2 separate regions of the Mus musculus genome follow, and region 1 is linked to region 2. The links are chromatin contacts, called in public HiChIP or PLAC-seq maps. All regions are on one chromosome and are shown on one strand. Each heading gives the region's core, a stretch centred on a gene start, on an enhancer-like site or on the middle of the called end of the contact. The rest is flanking DNA. Distances are from core to core; before and after follow the strand shown. Region 1 overlaps Gm38791 (a long non-coding RNA gene). Region 2 has its middle 78 kb from the start of Gm38791.

What was found. HiChIP or PLAC-seq counts read pairs in DNA pulled down with a chosen protein or histone mark.
Region 1: a contact with region 2 is called in an H3K27ac HiChIP or PLAC-seq map of the HPC-7 cell line, with 5 times the contacts expected there. The contact joins two enhancer-like sites. A contact is called at or near these places in 2 of 484 Hi-C or Micro-C datasets (bone marrow-derived macrophages and embryonic stem cells) and 8 of 115 datasets of contacts at active chromatin or transcription factors (the HPC-7 cell line, embryonic fibroblasts, embryonic stem cells and 3 more).

Annotation. Positions count from the first base shown.
Region 1 is chr6:37,722,143-37,725,869 of GRCm38.p6, reverse strand. All of the region lies in intron 3 of Gm38791 (a long non-coding RNA gene), which reads right to left. Among named protein-coding and RNA genes, the nearest start is that of Gm38791, 9.4 kb to the right of the region's middle. Within about 2 kb of position 2,414, at least 122 of the 459 cell types and tissues checked have an H3K27ac peak or open chromatin away from gene starts, as enhancers often do. A contact at or near this core is called in the HPC-7 cell line and regulatory T cells, where this site is marked.
Region 2 is chr6:37,634,319-37,638,001 of GRCm38.p6, reverse strand. No RefSeq gene overlaps it. Among named protein-coding and RNA genes, the nearest start is that of Gm38791, 78 kb to the left of the region's middle. Within about 2 kb of position 1,356, at least 9 of the 459 cell types and tissues checked have an H3K27ac peak or open chromatin away from gene starts, as enhancers often do. A contact at or near this core is called in the HPC-7 cell line and regulatory T cells, where this site is marked.

The DNA of each region.
Region 1 (3,727 bases), core at 1,165-3,664, 87 kb before region 2:
AGGGGAGAACAAAGGAACAATGGAACCCGTCTAACATGAAAGCAGGACACAGGTTACTAAGTGAGGTGTGGGAACCAGTATGTGGATACAGGGAGATGGGAAGGTTGGGAAGAAACAAAAAAGGCGTGTCTGAAAAAAACCTAGCCCCTGGCATAGTGGCACATGCCTTTAATCCCAGGACACAGGGAGCAGAGGCTGTTGATCTCTGTGAGTTCAAGGCCAACCCTGTCTACATAGTGACTTATAAGACAACCAAAGCTATATAGTTTTGTTTGTTTGTTTGTTTGTTTTGTTTTGTTGTTTGTTTTTAAAGCACAGAAACCTATCACTTACTATGCTACTTAAAATAAAGTTGATAATTTTCAAAAGAGGGGGGATGTGGGTGATATGAGTATGTCTGTCACTCAGTGGTGGAGTCACTTGGGTTTGATTCCCTACCAGCTGAAGCAGGAATAGCAGTGTGACATACATTCATGTGGTGTTGAAGACAGAGGCTGACCTCTCTGAGATGGCCGGAGAACCCACCAAGGATGAGGCAGAGTGTGTACTCAGCATCAGGTAGAATCGTGAACCCAGAAGGATGGAGAATCCAACCAGGTTATGGCCAGTGGTCTAGACAGCAAGTTCTGTGGTGACCTGGAGATATGAACAAGGAGTAAAGCCCATGGCAGGCGCTGGCATGTCAGGATGGTTCTAGTTTCATTTCTATAGCTGTGATATTTTAATATCCTGACAAAAGGCAGCATAAGGAAAGAAAGAGTTTATTTAGCTTACTCTTCCAGGACATAGTCCATCACTGCTGGCAAGTCAAGGCAGAAAATCATCACATCAGGCATTGGTTACTTGTCTTTTGCTCTGATTAAAAACAAACAAACAAACAAACAAACAAACCAAAAAAAAAAAAATCCATGACCATGGCAACTTATGGTAGAGAAGGTTTATTCAGCTTACGTTCTGGATGGGTGAAGTCCACTTGATGGAGAGCTCACATCCTTTTTCTTTTTCTTTTTTTCCAAGACAGGGTTTCAGCTGGGTGTGGTGGCACACACCTTTAGTCCCAGCACTCGGGAGGCAGAGGCAGGCGGATTTCTGAGTTCGAGGCCAGCTTGGTCTACAAAGTGAGTTCCAGGACAGCCAAGGCTACACAGAGAAACCCTGTCTCAAAAAAACAAAAACAAAAACAAACAAACAAACAAAAAAGAACTGGAGGATGGATGGGCTATGTAACCTCAAAGCCTGCACTGTAACGGGCATCTTCTGGCAAAGCTACATTACCTAAATTTCCCCCAGACAGCACCACCAGCTGGTAACCACATGTCCAAATACCGGAGAGGGCGGGAACATTTCTCATGCAAAGCACCACATAACACATCCACAGTCAAGAACAGGACAAAGATCATTTCTTGCTTGCTTAGTGCTCAGTTAGCTTCCTCTACTGGTATATAGCCTGAAGTCTGACTCAGAGAACTGTGTCACCTACATTTACACTGAGTCTTTCTATATCAATTAACAATCAGGAAACTCCACCAGAACTGCCTACTCTGCCCAGAGGACCTGGTTTCCATTCCTAGCACTCACATGGCAGCTCGCAACTCATCTGTAACTCCAGTTCCTCGGAATCTGATGCCTCTTTTGGCCTCCCCAGGCAATAGACATGAAAATGGTGTGGAGACACATGCAGGCAAAACATCCATACCACATAGAATAAATAATGAAAAGAAAAAGACAGTGTCCCACAGGCAAGCCACCCTGATCAAGATAACTCCTAAGACTTTCTGCAGATAATTCTAGGTTGTGTGAAATGAAGTCAAACTTAAGTAGAACAAAGGTCCTCGTGTCTGAGACCAGAGAACCAAGAACAAAAGCTACACAGTGGGTGTGTCGAAAAACAAATGATTCTGTAGGTAGGCCCTTTCTGTTAATAAATAGGCTACATACCTAAAACTTAATGAGTAAAATAAAACAGCTTCAAAGACTCAAAGGGGCTATAAATTTTGTCTATAGAATACAGAACAGAATAATATCCTTCTTGCTCAAGGTTCCTCCTATTTGGCCTCATCTTCAAAACCATCGCCACAAATGTTTCTCTAAAATACAAACCCAGACAATTTTCCATTAAAAAGCTTTGGATGGTGTGAGACCTGAGCTCTACAGCCAGGGAGTGATAATTTCAGGGAGCTGGAAGCAGATGGAACATACTTTATTCACTCTGGCGAAGGCAGTCAAGCACCCCACTTCCAGGTTTCAGTAGTATAGTTACAAAGAATCAGACAAAAGTGGCATCTTGCCAGAGATGACTCATAGTTACATAACCAGGGATTACATCATTGTTTATTTGTATAAGCTGCTAACTCATGGTTCCCTGGATATCCGGTGTTCTTATCTTAGCTCATCGTGAGTATCAATGCTGGCACCACGGTGTCTAGATGCTAATTGGCCCTTAGGGCCTTTGTTCCACTCAGATGGCCTTTCTGTGCCTGTAGCAAAGTCAACTCACTGGAAAGATTCTAAACCCTCCACTGTCCAGCCCACTCTCGATAGGGATTACTGTCCACCCAAGCTCTTAAACACTGCTTACCAAAGTTTGCATTTCATGGGACAGTACTAGTAGTGTGCGAGTACTACATCTGTGGCTATAATTATTTGCCACAGAGTGAGTAGAGTATTAAGAACCAAACTTTATTTGGCTCACAGTTTTGTAGGCTAGGAAGTCGAGATCGGGTGGCCACAACTGGTGCATTTTATGACTGGAGACTCTGAAGAGATTCTGTACAAATGGTACAGGCCTTTATATCATCATATGTTGGGAAAGAGAGTAGCATTTGTGGTGGTTTGAAAAAGAATGACTAGGACAAAAGCTGGGAGTGACCACGGTGTTGTTAGAAAAGCGTGAAGACTTGGGACTTTCGATGAACAAAGCTTTTGAACGCTGTGTTCCGGGCTTAATGGGCCATCCTAGTAGTGGCTCGGAAGACAGTAGTGCTGAGGTCAGTATGAACTATGGAGGTCTAGCTCAAGACGTTTTATAGTGGCTGCTGAACTATAGTTATACCATCATGTGAAAATATTCCTAATTTCGAGACATGGTTTCTCTGTGTAGTCCTGGCTGCCCTAGAACTCACTTTGTAGACCAGGCTGGCCTCGAACTCAGAAATCCACCTGCCTCTGCCTCCCAAGTGCTGGGATTAAAGGCATGCACCACCACTGCCCGGCTCCTAAGAATACTTTAAGAACTAAAACTATCTTGGGCAAACTGGTTTTGGCTCACTTAGGCCAGCCATAAATTAACCATAAATTCCTAGAGTAAACTGGTCTCTGGACCAGTCATAAATTCTTATACAATATGTCCCTGACCTAAAGGTTATAAGAACTGCCTGACTACTTAACTGCTGTCTCTGAAAACAATGTTTGCTTACTATACATGTCTAGAGCTACTTTTCTGTATATGTTACAATTGAAGTTTTTGCCTTTTAAAACTTGAACAAACTGGAGATTGGGACAAATGGTAGTGAATAAAGACTTCATATGATTTATTCAGGCACCTTGGGAGTTTTCTTCTTCAGGTACCCCATAACAGTTTCAAAGGGAAACAGTAATAACTACTAGACTATGGTGATATTTTGACCAAAAAAAAAAAAAAAAAAAAAAAAATTGTGGCTGCCTTTTGCCTTTGCCCTAAGGTTACATTGAAGAGTTTTGACCTAATTTCATTGGGAAAGGAGATTTC
Region 2 (3,683 bases), core at 107-2,606:
AAAAAAGAATACATCTTTGTTGTTCTGCAGAGATCTGCTCAAAAGGATGGGCTAGTACCTAGTGACTGTTATATGTATTTAACAATAACAGGAAAAACATATTAATAGCAGGAGTCTTCCCTAAAATATAATCTTCTCAGCCTTGCCTAATGAAGCAAATCTGTCATTAACTTTGACAGTCCATAGTGTAACCATTTCAGGAAGATGACCTGCTAGTTTTTAGCTTCTCCTTGATGGTTCCTGTGAAACCAGATATATTGATAATGAGCAAAACAATTACTAAAAAAAAGAATATGAGTCCTGGAGGAAAGTGTGTTATGGGATGGCATGAACATTGAGCTCTTGAGTTCTCAGCAACTCTGACTACCTGTTCAAGACACTCAAAGGATTGAGCTTACATTACTACATCATGGAGGGAATGGGGTTTACAAGTCCCTGTGCTTCATGAGGAATTTTAGATAACAGTTGTGGGTGGGTGGCTTACAAAGTCCTAACCCTTTCTGAGGATTTATGGTTGGTGTGGCAGAGAGGGACGTGGTTTTCAGTGGTGTTGCTCCTGGTACATTACCCTTGCTCCTTTTAGTAATCCTAGTCATACTCATAAATACACACATAGAAAGAAAGAGACACATAGAGAGAAAGAGATGAAGAAATAAACACTCGGGTAGAGGCAAGTTATCTATAGAAGTGGGCGAGGGCATAGGGGAAATATGATCAAAATACATTGCATACATACACAAACATGCCCCCCTCCCCAAAAAAACCCATTTGTGATGGTTTAAATGAGAAACATCCTGAGTATTTGAACACTTAGCCCCTTGACGTGCCGATTAGGAAATTTATGAGGAGAGACCTGTTGCAAGAAGTGCATTACTTGGGGTAGGATTTGTGAGCCTAAGATCTTCAAGCCTGTTACAAAAGAAATAAATATACTGTGGTGAGCAGGTACTTTTAGTGGGGTCCATGCCAAGGTGTGCCCCTGAGTAATTCTGCCATGCAACAAACCTGTTGTGAAAGGGGTTTATTGGGGAAAGGGGAGAGGAGTGACGGCTTGGGAAAGGGGTAGAGGCAGACAGGAGCAGAGCCATGAGAGTAGAGAAAAGGGGGGCAGAGAGATAAGGAGGGACCCTGGGAACACACACACAGTGAGAGAGTGAGAGCAAGCAGGTGGTCCTTTTACATACACACACACACACACACACACACACACACACACACCTGTCACACCTAATGGCAGAGCAGGTCATGAAGTAAACAATGGCGAGCTCCCCGAGGGCAGGTCAGTGGAATCGACTGCACACTAACAAAGCCCTTTCCAGTTCATTCTCTCTGCTTTATGTTTGCAGTTCAGGATGTGAGATCTCAGCATCCTGTTCCTGCCACTATGCCTGTCACTTCCCCTCAGATAGATACACACTCTCTCTCTGCAACCATAAGCCAAAATAATTTTTTCTATAAATTGCCTTGGCTACAGTGTTTTATCAAACCAACAGAAAAGGAACCAGTACATGATTACTATGTGCATTAATATACTCTAGAAAACTTTTGAAAACCAAAATATTACTGCAGTAAATATATTGCAATAGTTGGGTGGGAAGAATGTAAATGTCTCTTTCAGTTCCACGCACTGAAGTCATCACCATCGTTTTCCTTCATGGGTCAATTTCAATAGTTGCTGTTGGTCCTTGTATATTGTCCAGACTGCCTTCCATCTTGCTGTGGAGCTAATACTGGTCTGAAACTCCGGGTCTTCCTCCCTTCGCCTCTGGGGGGCTGAGTTCACAGCTGTGTACTGCTACCCCCTGCACCGCATTGAAATCTTAACATTAAAATTCTGAACACTGCAAGGCTATGCTCCTTCTCCCTTGACTAATTTCAAACTTTCCTTTAAAGGTGACCATTTTTAAAATCTCACATAGAAAAAAAGAAAGTCAAATTTAACATACTGTTTTGAACACTAAATTGGAATCTGAGTTGAAATTAAATAAATGTTCTAGTTCTTGCCCATGGGAGAGCTGTCAATACCAAAATACTGTGTGAACCCTAAATATATATATACTTTTCTCAACATACATACTTTTCTAGGCACGAGTGCTTTTGTTTACTTTCAAAAACTTTTTAATTCCTTTGGTGATTACGTTATTTACATTGAACTTTTGTTCTGAATTACTTTATATATCACATCAATTTTACACAAGCCATTCTGTAGCTTGTCCTAACTAAAGTTAAAGATGGTTATTTGAGGGGGCGATTTAGACAGGATCTTATTCTGTACCCCAGGCTAGTCTAGACAGCATAGCCATCCTTGTGTTTCAACTTTTCAAGTGCTGATTATAGGTGTGAGCCACCATGCCTGACTGCTCCTCCCTTCTCTCCTTCAAATATTTTAAAAATTATAACTTCGTCTCATGTAAAAGAAGAACATAACTATCAAAATTACAACAATTTTTAAACAAATTGTTATATTCTTTTAAAGCTAACCTGAGCTATATGGAAAGTTCAAGGCTGGCAAGATGGCTTTATAGGTAAGGCATCCACCCCTAAGCATGATGACCTATTTGAAACTCTAGGAGTCTCATGGTGGAAGGTGAGAACCAACTCCTGCTGGTTGTCCTCTGACTTCTACTTGTATGTCATGACATCGATGCATTCAGACATCCACAGCCTGACTCCTGAAGAACTTCCCAGAAGTATGACCAGCATCTGTGACCCAAATGGTGATGAACTATTGTCTTAGTCTCTTTTCTATTAATGTGAAGAGGTACCATGACCAAGCACCTCAACTTTTATAAAAGAAAGCATTTAACTGGGGTTTGCTTACAGTTTCAGAGGGTTAGTCTATTATCATTATGGCATGAGCATGGCACTAGCACAATGGCAGAGAGCTTCACCTTCTCATCTATGGGCATCCGTGAGAAACCTCAATGTCCACTCCCAGTGACACATCTCCTCCAGCTGTCTATGTAGAGAGCTATGTAGAGTGCACACTATATAGAGAACCTCTTGCTTCTGTCACCTGAATGTGTGTGTCACCACACCCAGACAGTTTTAGGTTTTCTGATTACATTTCTTTAATCTCCTTTTAACCAAAACGGCCTCAACACCCGCCCCCCACTTGTCCATACTGTTCCCTACTTTCTGTATGCTCTTCCTTCTATGTTTTCTCTGTCGATTCATATGAATCACCAGGTTCGCTCTGTTTCCTTTGTATTCACGACCACAACATCACCTATTTAATGCTCACAGGGATGTCGGTTACTTCCTAGAAGGACTGGTGCTTGATTGGTGATTGTTTCATTTTTATATGACTATTACTATATTTTCATATTGCGTCTATACTTTCATAGTGATAATCTTGGCTGACAGTAGTTTACTCTCAGGGGAACACTAGGGATTGAGCATGGCACTATGGCTTTACATAAAACCGCAATGCTACTAGGACTAGTTCTTCTTTAACAGGGGAAGTACTTGTATTGGAAAAAAATGTGATGGATTTTTAAAAGTCTGAGCAACAACTTACTATACACACACATATACATACACACACAGAACTGTGGCTGGAGAGATAGCTTAGCAGTTGAGAACACTTGCCCTGCAGAGCAACTAGGATTGATTCCTAGCCCTCATATGGTAGCTCACAATCTCCTTGAAGCCTAGAAGATATGATGTAGTATTCTGGCCTC